Linked DNA regions of Mus musculus: region 2 is linked to region 1. The links are chromatin contacts, called in public ChIA-PET maps. All regions are on one chromosome and are shown on one strand. Each heading gives the region's core, a stretch centred on a gene start, on an enhancer-like site or on the middle of the called end of the contact. The rest is flanking DNA. Distances are from core to core; before and after follow the strand shown.

The links. ChIA-PET counts read pairs in DNA pulled down with a chosen protein or histone mark.
Region 2: a contact with region 1 is called in an RNA polymerase II ChIA-PET map of memory CD8 T cells, with 6 read pairs. The contact joins two enhancer-like sites. A contact is called at or near these places in 1 of 484 Hi-C or Micro-C datasets (nephron progenitors), 1 of 115 datasets of contacts at active chromatin or transcription factors (memory CD8 T cells) and 1 of 9 other capture datasets (embryonic stem cells).

What each region holds. Positions count from the first base shown.
Region 1 is chr8:94,411,006-94,416,832 of GRCm38.p6, reverse strand. No RefSeq gene overlaps it. Among named protein-coding and RNA genes, the nearest start is that of 9330175E14Rik, 21 kb to the left of the region's middle. Within about 2 kb of position 1,397, at least 35 of the 459 cell types and tissues checked have an H3K27ac peak or open chromatin away from gene starts, as enhancers often do. A contact at or near this core is called in memory CD8 T cells, where this site is marked.
Region 2 is chr8:94,734,495-94,740,198 of GRCm38.p6, reverse strand. No RefSeq gene overlaps it. Among named protein-coding and RNA genes, the nearest start is that of Ccl22, 8.3 kb to the left of the region's middle. Within about 2 kb of position 4,333, at least 77 of the 459 cell types and tissues checked have an H3K27ac peak or open chromatin away from gene starts, as enhancers often do. A contact at or near this core is called in memory CD8 T cells, where this site is marked.

The DNA.
Region 1 (5,827 bases), core at 148-2,647:
AAATATTTTAAAGAAATTGCAGATACCTTTAAGCCCAGCACTTGGGAGGTAGAGGCAGATGGTTCTCTGTGAATACAAGGTCAACTTGGTCTACAGTGCAAGTTTCAGGATAGCCAGTGCTGCACAGAGAAACCCTATCTCTAAAAAACCCAATCACCATCACCACCACCACCATCACCACCACCATCACCATCATCATCATCACCACCACCACCACCATCATCATCATCGATAAAATGTAAAAATAAGGAGTTGGTTTGTTGTTGTTTTTAAGAAATGGGATTCCCCCAAAGGAATCCCATTCTAGACTTCATAGAGAGGTGTGGGTGTGGCCCCAGGTCTTGGTTTGTTTGTTTGTTTTTTCGAGACAGGGTTTCTATGGATAGCCCTGGCTGTCCTGGAACTCACTTTGTAGACCAGGCTGGCCTCGAACTCAGAAATACGCCTTCCTCTGCCTCCTGAGTGCTGGGAGGGACAGGTTTTCATTACTTTTGCCTTTAGGATTTTGTGGGGGTGTGTGGGAGGGTGCGGGTATTGTTTTGATTTGGGGGAATTTTTTTTTCAGTCAGGACTCCACTGTGTAGCTCAGGGTTACTTTTCTCTTAGCTCACAATCCTCCTGCTTGGCCTCCTAACACTGAGATTACAGGCATAGCCATCATGCCTCCTATCTTTAGAGTTTAGCGTATTAAAAACTATTAAGGAGACCTTGAAGAACACTGGAGACCAGACTGACCCTCGGTTTCTTGTTTACAACTATACTAGCTTCCAAGCTCCTGTTTCTAAGTGGATGAAACCCAGCCACTCAGAGGGAGTTTGGTACCTAGGATGGTCTTGCTTCATGTGGCTACTGACACAGGCGATGTCAGTGTGTGCTTGATCCTAAGTGCCACCCCAGACCTTACATGGGATTCTCATGACAAGCCCAGCACATATTCACTCTATGCTTCTTTCCTAAAACCTACAATGTGGGGGAACTGGAGATCTATGGTAGATGTGGACAGAGGCAGATGGTCTTAGACAGTGTAAGGGACCTGTCTCAGTGTTCCACTTAGAGGGACATTAGCAAGGCTGAGGCATCCTGTGGGCCTTCTCCTGGCTCACATCCCACGAGTTTGATGATCAGGAGCCACGGATAGGAAACAGTGAACCCCAGCAGAGGGAATGAAAAGAACAGGTAGACCCCGACAGCCGCTGGTACCCCAAAGCCTTGCACCCATCTCACCTCTTCAAAGGTGATTTTGCCCATCCGTCTGTGGGAAGAGAAATTCCATCAGTCCAGGAGAACTGACCACAACACCCTTGTTCTGGCAGGAGATTGTAGGCCTCCTCAGGCAGTAGACAGTGACCCAGCCTGGGCTGGTAAGGAAGTCACTGAACAGATGCTGAGAGACAGGAGTCATGTGACCGGGACAGCAGCCATCAGAGGGGATCAGGCTGACTGCAGTCCTGTGTGAGCAAGAAGCAGTTTGGAGTAGCTCAGGCTCTGGGCTGTAACCCTACACTAACTTAACAGTGACACAGCAAGAAGTTAGGACTTGGGCTGAAGAGATGGCTCAGCAGTTAAGAGTACAGGCTGCTCTTCCAGAGGACCCTGGCTTGATTGCTAGCATCCACATGGTGGTTCACAGTAGTCTGCAATTCCCGTGTCAAGGGATCTGAACTCCATGGGCACCAGGCATACATACGTTGCACATACAAACATGCAAGCAAAAACATTTATATGCATAAAATAAATAGACACCAAAAAAGTAAAAAGAAGTTAAGAGCCTTGACCCCTCAAGACTTCAGTTTTGTCATCTGTATGGGGGACAGCAAAAACAGTTGCTTTTCTGCTCACCTCCAGGGGTATGGAAGGGACACATTCACTTAGCTTTGTGGGCATCACTTTCCCGGCCTGTGAAATGGGGGTGACAACAGTGAGAATAAATGAGATCTCCCACATGCAGAGTCAAGAACTGGTCCTGCTCTATGGTGACCCAGCAGAGGTGTAATGAATAGAGGGATTTTTTTTTCTTTTTTTTTAGCCGTGCATGATGTTGCACAGCCTTTACATCCTTTAATCTCTGGAGGTAGAGGTAGGCAGATCTCTGCATTCAAGGCTATTCTGGTCTACAGATCGAGTTCCAGGACAGCCAGGGCTACAGAAACAAATGCATGCACATGTACATGCATGCACACATGCACAGGCACATGGGAGAGGGAGGAGGGGGAGGGGAGGGAGAGGGACAGAGAAGCAGAGAGAGACAGTACACAGGCACATGAGAGAGGGGGGGAGGGGGAGAAGGAGGGGAAGGGGAGGGAGGGAAGGGAGGGAGAGATAGAGACAGTGCACAGGCACATGAGAGAGACAGAGACAGACAGATTTTGGTTTTTTTTTTTTATTAATTAATTATTTATTTATTTGGTTTTTTGGAGACAGGGTTTCTCTGTATAGTTCTGGCTGTCCTGTCACTTTGTAGACCAGGCTGGCCTCGAACTCAGAAATCCGCCTGCCTCTATCTCCTAAGTGTTGTATTAAAGGCGTGCACCACCACACCCAGCTCAGAGACAGATTTTGACAGCCAGCTGTTGCTTCTAATGATATTTGTGGGGACATTACTAACTTCAACTATGACCAGAAGCTGGATTCAGCAGAAAGCCCAGCACACATGGTGTCTGGCAGCAAAACTCAACATCTATTAGGGAATCCCCAAACAAAAACGCACAATTGTAACCAAAGACTATGTGAAAGGAGAGAGAGACCAGGCTAGAGCACCAGAGTCTTAGGCGGGGAATCTGACACAGACTGGGAGTTGGGGGAGACCTACCCTGTAGATGGAAAAGAATCAGATGGGGAAGAGGCTGGGGGAAGACTTTGGGTGGAGAGAACAGAGTGAGCCACCCTGTGAGCGGGGCCACAGAAGGAATGTAGGTGGCAGGTCAGCTGCAGGACTGGATCAGTAGCCTCTCAACTGCACCGCTCAGCCAATGAGTGCTTTAGAAATGAAGAAATACACAGTGTTAGGTTCTGGAGAGCAGCTGAGAGGTGAAACTGTATGCAGCAAGCCTCTGTGACCCTGGAGAGGATGTGGCACCGAGGTGCAAAAGAGTTTTGATGTTCTCAGAAACCAGTGAGATATACAGCTGAAAGTAAGACATTTTCTGTTCGTGGAAAGAAGACCGAAAACTACCCTCGCTAAAGGAAACCACAAGGAGGTTTGGGGTGGTGTGTGTGTGTGTGTTTGGGGGTGTGTATAGATGAAAGACCCAAGTATGATGGTGTACACTTACAATCCCAGCTGAAGCGAGATCACAGCTTGGTGAGCAGCCTGGGCTATGGATAGAATCTGCGCTAACAGAAGTCATAGGGTGAAGCCCCAATCTCCGAACAGCAGCAGCAACAACAGCAGCAACACAAACGTTAAAATGAGCAAGGAGCAATCTCTGAACCCCAGGATTGAAGGATATATTTATAACTGAGTTTGACATAGGTCAGAGTTTCCCCGGCTGAATGTTTAACATAAAAAACACACCCAGCCACTGAACGTCTTACTGTCCCTGCCACAAATAAACGCAAAACCCTCTTCTTAGAAAATTTAGCTCATCTAGGGAGCAGAGTCTATGCACAGAAGATCCAAATTCCACTAAAGAAGACCTTAGAAGAATGATGGGCACACAGGGAGGCCACCACCGGCGGTGGCGAGCCGGAAACAACCAGTCAAGAGGGTAAGCAGCCAATGACTTGAGAATGACCCAAGGAAAGGTTCAAGATAAGATTTAAAAGCAACTAAATAATGAGGTGATAACACCAAAGGGGCAGAGATGAGAGATTTGAAGATGAGTTAAATAACGTTAGAAGTAAAAATCACCGATATTAGAATAAAACACTCTGGCTAAGCATGGAACTCAGTGGGCATGCATAAGGATCTGGGTTCGATCCTTAGCACTGCAAGTTAAAGAGATAAGTAAGAAAAATAGTGCCTAAAGAATGACTCCATGCCCAAGACACAGCTATAAAGTAAGGTGCTTTGTCACCTCTTTATTACCAACGAGGAAACTAAGTTTCAGAGGTTTGGTGTCTTGCCCAAGGTCAACTCCTACAACTGCATCTCTAAGAGGAAATGACTCCAAGGTCAGCAAAAGCCACATAGGAGAGTGGCTGTCTCAATGTTATACAGTAAACCATGAAGACAGAAACTCACCAGTGCTTCTCTGGACAGTCAGCAATGATATTAGAGATGACGTTGGTTTCCTCGAAGACCTGGAATAGAGAACTCAAGCCGTTTATCAGGCCTGCGAGGAGGCTAGAGCAGGGGCAGGTGGTACCTCTGGGTAGCTGTGTCTGGATGGCTCCCCTGGGAATGGGTACAGGAAAGGAAGAGTCCAGAGAGAAGGAAGCCTGGTCCGGGACCTGACCCTTGTAAGCCAGGACACCTGGCCTTGAAGTAAGTCCAGGACACGCCCAGAGAAGAAATTCTCAGCATAAAGGAGATGTATTTCCCTGGAGGGGCAAGTGGGAGTGGGGGCTGTAAAGGCAGGCAGAAAGCAGCAGCAGTAATAGGAGCAAGCAAGCAAGCAAGCAAGCAAGCATATTTTTGCACGAGTGGGTTTTTTAAGAAGAAAAGGGAGAACGTCTGTACTAGGATGAGTTAGTAAATTCTGATTGGACGTGTTAGATAAATAATGACTTTTGATTGTTAGACTTTAGTGTTTTGTCTCAGGAATGAGGTGGTGGTCAAATAAGGGGCCAGACCTTGGAGGCTAGCTTTAGGAATGTAAACATTTTAGCAAGGGAGAGGAATAGGGGAGGAAATCCAAGACTCGTCGATGCCATGTTTGCCATGCTGAGCCTACTAGAGCCCTTCCTACCTGTCCCTCAAGGCAGAGATGAAGCTCTTGAACATCTGTTTAATCCACACAGGCCTGAGGGGGCCAAGCATCGCAGTCAGCCTCTGTGTAATTCTGTTCATGCAGGGAGTACCTACTGTATGTTGAGCGACATTCAGGGTTCCACTGCCCTCAGAATCCTCCAAGATCTCAGGAAGTAGATACTGTCATCCTCATGTCACAGCTGAGATCGCTGAACCTGGGAATGCCTGGGACCCAAGCGCTAACCACATTGCTACCTTAGACTTCCCTGGAGCGTCCACTTCCTGACTGACACACATTTACCTTCCGCGTGCATGACAACTGTTGGAGATTGGTTCTAATGCTTTGATTCAATCAAGTGTCTAAGCATCCAAATGCTAAAGGTCCTTGTCCCAGATTAGTTTTTGATTAATTGGTAAAGATGCCAGTGGCCAATGACTGGGCAAAAGGAGATGGAGCAGGACCCTTAGAGTTGTGCGGGCTAGGATACAGGGGAAAGGAGACAGAGGATCTCCAGGATGTGGAGGGAGAGCTGCAGGAGAGAGAGCCAACCAGCCATGTGAGAATTCGGGTAAGTGGCCACCCCCACTCGAGATGTTCACCTCCTAGTCCACAGAAGAGATGATGCAGGTATAGGAATATTATAGTATCAGGGGGTAGAGGGGGAACCTAAGTTCACCTGGGTGGAGTAAGTTCATCACAAGCCCAATGTTGGACAGTGGCAAAAGAAGGCAAGTGGAGACATGTGACCAGGGACAACGGGCAGAGATACAGCCTTGCTAGTCTCAGAGATACAGCAGTCTTCACTTGGGGTGGCCTCTAGAAAGTACATAAGGCAGGGGACCTCCTGCCCCCCTGTAGCTTCAGAAGAGTCCCCTGCCAGCACCTTGACTGTATCCCAGTGGCATCTGTCCTACAGCTCTAAGATAACAAGCATGCACTGCTTAAAGTCACCAAACTCTCACCGTTTGATGGCA
Region 2 (5,704 bases), core at 3,084-5,583, 320 kb before region 1:
CTGGGTCAGTGTCCTGCTGTAGTTAAATTGGGGGTCTTCCAGTCTTTTGTCTTTACATAAGAAAAAATGCTCAAAGTTCTTTGATCGAATTTCCAGGGGGAAGACATGCGGTTGATAATTCCTAGAAGTAAAGTTTTTGCTTTGACTGCGACTCAGAAAGAAAGTCCCTGACCCAAACAGCCACAGGAGCTTCCTCCTTTCAGCTGAGCAAGGGGGTGCCCCAAGTGAGGAGCCCCCATGCATGCAGTCAGGGGACTGTAGGGCTCTGTGAACTCAGCCCTGAAGCTTCCCCGGCACAGCACGGCACGCCTCTCCTTGGCTGTGAGGAGGTGGACTTCCCAGCTGGACTCCAGGAAAGAAAGCACACTTCAGAAAGAGACAGGAGCACGGTTCTGGCAAGGCCAAGGCCTTGTGAGCACAAGGGTTGGAAAAAAGCCAGTGAGGAAGCAAGCAAGGGTGGCCAGTCTATGGGCCAAAGCAGGAGACTGAGGCAGGCAGACTAGGATAGAGGGCTAGGGATGGAGAAGTGAACGCCTTTTGAAGCTGATTGGCTCAAAGGTGACATCGCTACTATAGTGATATTTAATAGCAATTCCAACTGTGATATAGTCTGGTTCTAGAATAGTCTCCAAATGTCCCTGTGTCCCTGTGCTTGATCCCCCGGCTGGTGGCACTTTTTTATGGCACATCCTGCCTTTCCATCACTTGGGAGGCAGAGGCAGACAGATTTCTGAGTTTGAGGCCAGCCTGGTCTACAGAGTGAGTTCCAGGACAGCTAGGATTATCCAGAGAAACCCTGTCTCAAAAAACCAAAAAACAGAAGAAAGAAAAACAAAAAAAGAGGTGAGACCTGCTTGATGGGGGGTGGGCAGTTGTGTAGCACGTACCACTACCAGGATGCGCTGTCTTAACCGAAGGCCCAAAGCAACAGGGCCAAACACAGTTGAAGCATCCAAAATGGTGAGTCAAAACAAAACAACAAAACCTTTTTTCTTTATAAATGGATTAGCTGGGTTTCTGTTACAGTAACAGGTGCTGGTTAGCAAAACTGGATACTGACTGGGGCCAGAGTCGCTCTGTTCTGTGTTTTACATCCATTTTCTCACTATTTCCCCCAAGGCAGCATGCTGAAAGGGCTGGTGTTGGTTCCACTGCTCAGTGAAGAGACTGAGGCTCAGAGAGGAGCAGGGGCCAAGTCAGAGCAGAGACAGTGACAACAATAAGCCATGTGTGGAATCCAGCTCAGCCTGAGATCCACCTGAATACCAAACCCTGATCCCCAAGAGGAACTAAGGTTCAGGGAAGAGGCAAGAAGCCTTCTGCCAAGGCCACTCTAGTAAAATATAGATTCAATCCCAGGTTTTAGGTTTGCATCTTAATTGATACTGATATTTTCTCTTATTAGTTTTAAGACTTATTCTTATTTTTAAGACCAAGAATATGTGGATGCATGCATTTCTGTGCATAGGTGTGTGCACATTAGTTCAGGTGCCCACAGAAGCCAGAGAACATTGGACGTCCTGGAGCTGACCTGATGCTCTGGGTCCTGGGAACTGAACTCAGGTCTTTTGAAAGAGTAGCATGTACTCTTAATTCTGGATCTATCTCTCCAGCCCATAGGTATTTGGCACGTTTAATGTGTGTCATGACACACATATGTAGCTCAGAGGACAACCTCCTAGAGTCAGTTCTCTCCTTCTACAATGTGGAGTCCCGGGGATTAAACTCAGGTCCTTGGGCTTTGTGGCAAGCACCTTCACCCACTGAGTCCTCCATCCAACCTTGAGATTTAATTTATGAACTCCTAAATTCATCCTTTAAAAACATAAAACTCAGCGGATTTTAATGCATCAAAGGATATGTGACCACCACTCTCTAATTCAAAAAGAAACATAGTCTCTATTCTCAACACCTCGCCCTCTCAGCAACAAGTAATCTGCTTTCTCCCTCTGTTTTGGTTTGCTTCTCTCTCTCTCTCTCTCTCTCTCTCTCTCTCTCTCTCTCTGTGTGTGTGTGTGTGTGTGTGTGTGTGTGTGTGTGTGTGTGTGTGTGTGTGTGTGTTTACCTTTCTTTCTTTTGAGACAAAGTCTCACTATGTAGCCCAGGTTGGAATAGGATTTGATATGTAGACCAGGCTGTCCTGGAACTCATGGAGATCTTCATGCCTATTCCTCCTGAGTGCTGGGATTAAAGCCATGCACTACTGCATCCAGTGAATTTACCTTTCGAGGGCATTTCATGTAAATAGGATCATAGGATAGGAGATTTCTGTGTCTGATTTCTTTGATTTAATGCAATGCTTTCAGAACTCACCTATGTCAGAGTTTATATCAGCATTTCATTTGTTTGTATTGATGAATCATATTCCATTTTTATGGACAAGGCACATGTCTTACATCTTTTTGTCAGCTGATAGACATCAGAGTTGTTTCGTTTGGGGACTATCATAAGAACATTGCATGATTATTGCTTACAAGTTTCCATGTAAGCATATCTTTGATTCTTTGGGGTATGGGTGTAGGGAGGAGTGAGGTTTCCAGGTTAGATGTGAACCATATTTGACTTCTTAAGGGCCTCCAGCACTGTTTACATGGAGAGCTGCTATTTCCCATGCCCTCTAGTAATGTGTGGTAATTCTAACTTACAACCTCTCAACAGCTTGCTATTACTCATTCTTGACTGTCTTGATGAGGGACAGCATAGGAGGTGTGAAGGGGTAGCCTGTGGCTTTGACTGCTGGCGTTGAGCATCTCATCATGTGCTTATTGGACATTTGCGCATCTTCTTTGGAGAAAGAGAATCTGCCCATGCCTTTCACATATCTTTGTTTGATCAGATTTTGATGTGAGTGCTAGAGCTCCGTTGGGTGGCTTGCAAATAGTTCCTCCTATTCTTTGTGCTATCTCTTTGCTTCCTGGGGATGCTCACCATGATAGCCTCTAACTTGTCCTCTATTTTGTTCCTGTGTTTTCTTGGCACACCAAACCATTGCGGCATCCGTGGCTATGCAGGGTTCCTATATACAACATAGAATCATCTCCCACGTTCTGCTAGGAGTTTTATAGTGTTAGCTCCTCTGCTCAGCTCTTCAATCCATCTGAGCTCATATGTGTACCAGTCTGCACACCCAGCTATCAGAGCTACTGTTTAAAAAAATATTTATTTATTTTATTTGAATTGTATATGTGTGTGCCTGAGTGTATTATGTGTATGTATCACATGGGTACAAAAGCCCTTAGAGGTCAGAAGAAAGCATTGGATCCCCTGGAACCAGAGTTAGAGATGGTTGTGAACCACAGGTGGATGCTGGGAACTGAACCCAGGTCCTCTGCAAGAGTAGCAAGTGCTTTTAAGCACCAAACCATCTCTCCAGCCCTAAAGATTTCTTTTTATCTTATATGTATGACTGTTTTGCCTGCGTGTGTGGATATATATACTACATGGGGACCAGGCTCTCATGGAGGCGGGAAGAGGGAGACAGATCAGCTGCAACTGGAGTTACTGGAAGTTGTGAGCCAGGTGGGTGCTGGGAGTTGAACCCAAGTCCTCTATGAGAACAGCTAGTTGTCTTAACTGCTGAGCCATCTCTGCAGCCCCAGAACGACTTACGGAAAAGACTATTTTTCTCCACTGAATTGTGTTGGCACATTTGTCAAGATCAGTTGCCCTTAAACGTATGGGCTTGTTTTTAGAGTCTCAGTCTGACTGCAATGTCTTGATTATTGTGCTGTATTATAATTCCCTCACCTGGCTTTTTTTTTTCCTTTTCTATTTCTTTCCTCATATTCTCCCTGCCCCATCCCACTTCCCTTCCTGCCTTCCTTTCCTTTCCTCTCTTCTTCTATTCTGAGAAGGAGTGTAGCCTTGCATTTAACAATTCTTCTGCTTTAGCCTCTCAAGTGCTGGGGCCCCAAGTGTTGACCTCCAGCCAGGCCTTATCTTAAATTTACAAACCTTTCAACCTTAGAGGACCTGCAGCCCAGGTTATGCAGTAGACAACATTTTACTGTATTTTGTTTCATCCCTTTGTGAATCTTTTTTTTCTTTTTCTTTTCTGGTCATTAAGAAGTTAAAAAAAATTTTTTTTTGATACCACCCAAGCTGTTCTTCCTCACCTTTCACCCCTCTTTTTTTTTCTGTGCATAACCACAAAACCAGGACCCTGACATCACTTGGGATCCTTCCCTGAGTATATGCTTATGATTTTGTAGATTTCTAAATAGAATACAGCATGGTTCTGTGCTGCTGTGTTCCATACTTTGCAGCCAGCCGTTTTCAAGTGGGTGCTTGCCTGCTCTCCTCCAGTCCTGTTGATCCTCGGGGCTCTCCACTTTCACTTTCTCTGTGTTGAGTCCTGCTGTGGCCTCCTCTGCTGTCTATGGATCCCCTCAGCACCAAGGGTCTAGGTTGTTTCCAGATTTTCAGGACTAACAGCTCTTCCATAGTGCTGCCGTGTGTGTGTGTGTGTGTGTGTGTGTGTGTGTGTGTGTGTGTGTGTGTGTGTGTCCCTGCTCCCTCTGTCTCTTCTTGCTCTTTTGTCCCTTTCTGGTTTCATGTAGTTTTTATTGGCCTCAAGCCTGCCATGTTCCTGATTCAGACTCCCCGAATGCCAGAGTTATAGACACAGCCCACTCAGTCTGGCTTCTCATCCTTTGGCTCTCTCTCTCTCTCTCTTTTTTTTTTTTTTGGTTTTTTGAGACAGGGTTTCTTTGTGCAGCCCTGTCTGTCCTGGAACTCACTTTGTAGCCCAGGTTGGCCTCGAACTCAGAAATCTGCCTGCCTCTGCCTCCCGAGTGCTGGGATTAAAGGCGTGCGCCACCATGCCCGGCTCCCTTTGGCTCTCTTTAAGGTCTCTGCTCCCCCTGTAGGCTTCTGGGAGGCGTTGTCCCCACACAACTGCCCCATACAGAGCCAGGGTTGGGAAAGGCACCCTCCTTGCTCTGTGCAGTTCTTCTGAGCCGCCATCTCCCTTCCCTAAAAGCCTTGCCTCTTTTCAGGGCACTCACACATTCTCCCCTTACCACCTACTTCCTTTGTTGCTGACAATGACAGCTGCCAGCTCATGGTCACTCTCCTCACCAGGGTTCTCTTTCATAGCATGTTTCATGCTCATCTCTCTTGGTTTCACAGCCCCGTCTCTTCCAGAGAACTTGGGCCTCACCTCCTCAGCCTCTCCTGCCCACGGCCATGCCCTTGACCATGCCAGCCCTGGTAACTGCTAGGACATGTTCTCACCTTCAAACACCTCACTGTCACCCCCATCTCGACCTTCCAGCTCAATGTCCCAAGCATCCAATTCCTGCCATCCAGCCCCAAGGGACTGAATTGGTCCCTTGTCCCTGGCTCCCTTACCCTGTCCTTATTTCAGCTTCCACTGTAAGCAACGTTTGCCTATACCTTCAATGTGCAGTCATAACGCCTACTCCTGTTTTCCTGCTTCCTCCTGGAGAATCCAGGGCCCCAGGGAAGCCCCCATCTCTACCAGTTTCGCCCTGGTGTAGCTAAGCAGTGCTTAGGGAGAAAATGAATCATGCCAAGTGCTGGTTAAGGTCACAGCCACCCTTCATCCTCTGTGATGCCCAATCCCCATCACATGTCCCCCAACCTGTGCATCTATCTCCCGGGTCTCCTCACAGGAAACCAGAAGTAGGTGTTCCCAGTCCAGTGCAGGTCTCCTCCAGGGGCCGAGTTTAAAGTGGCTCTC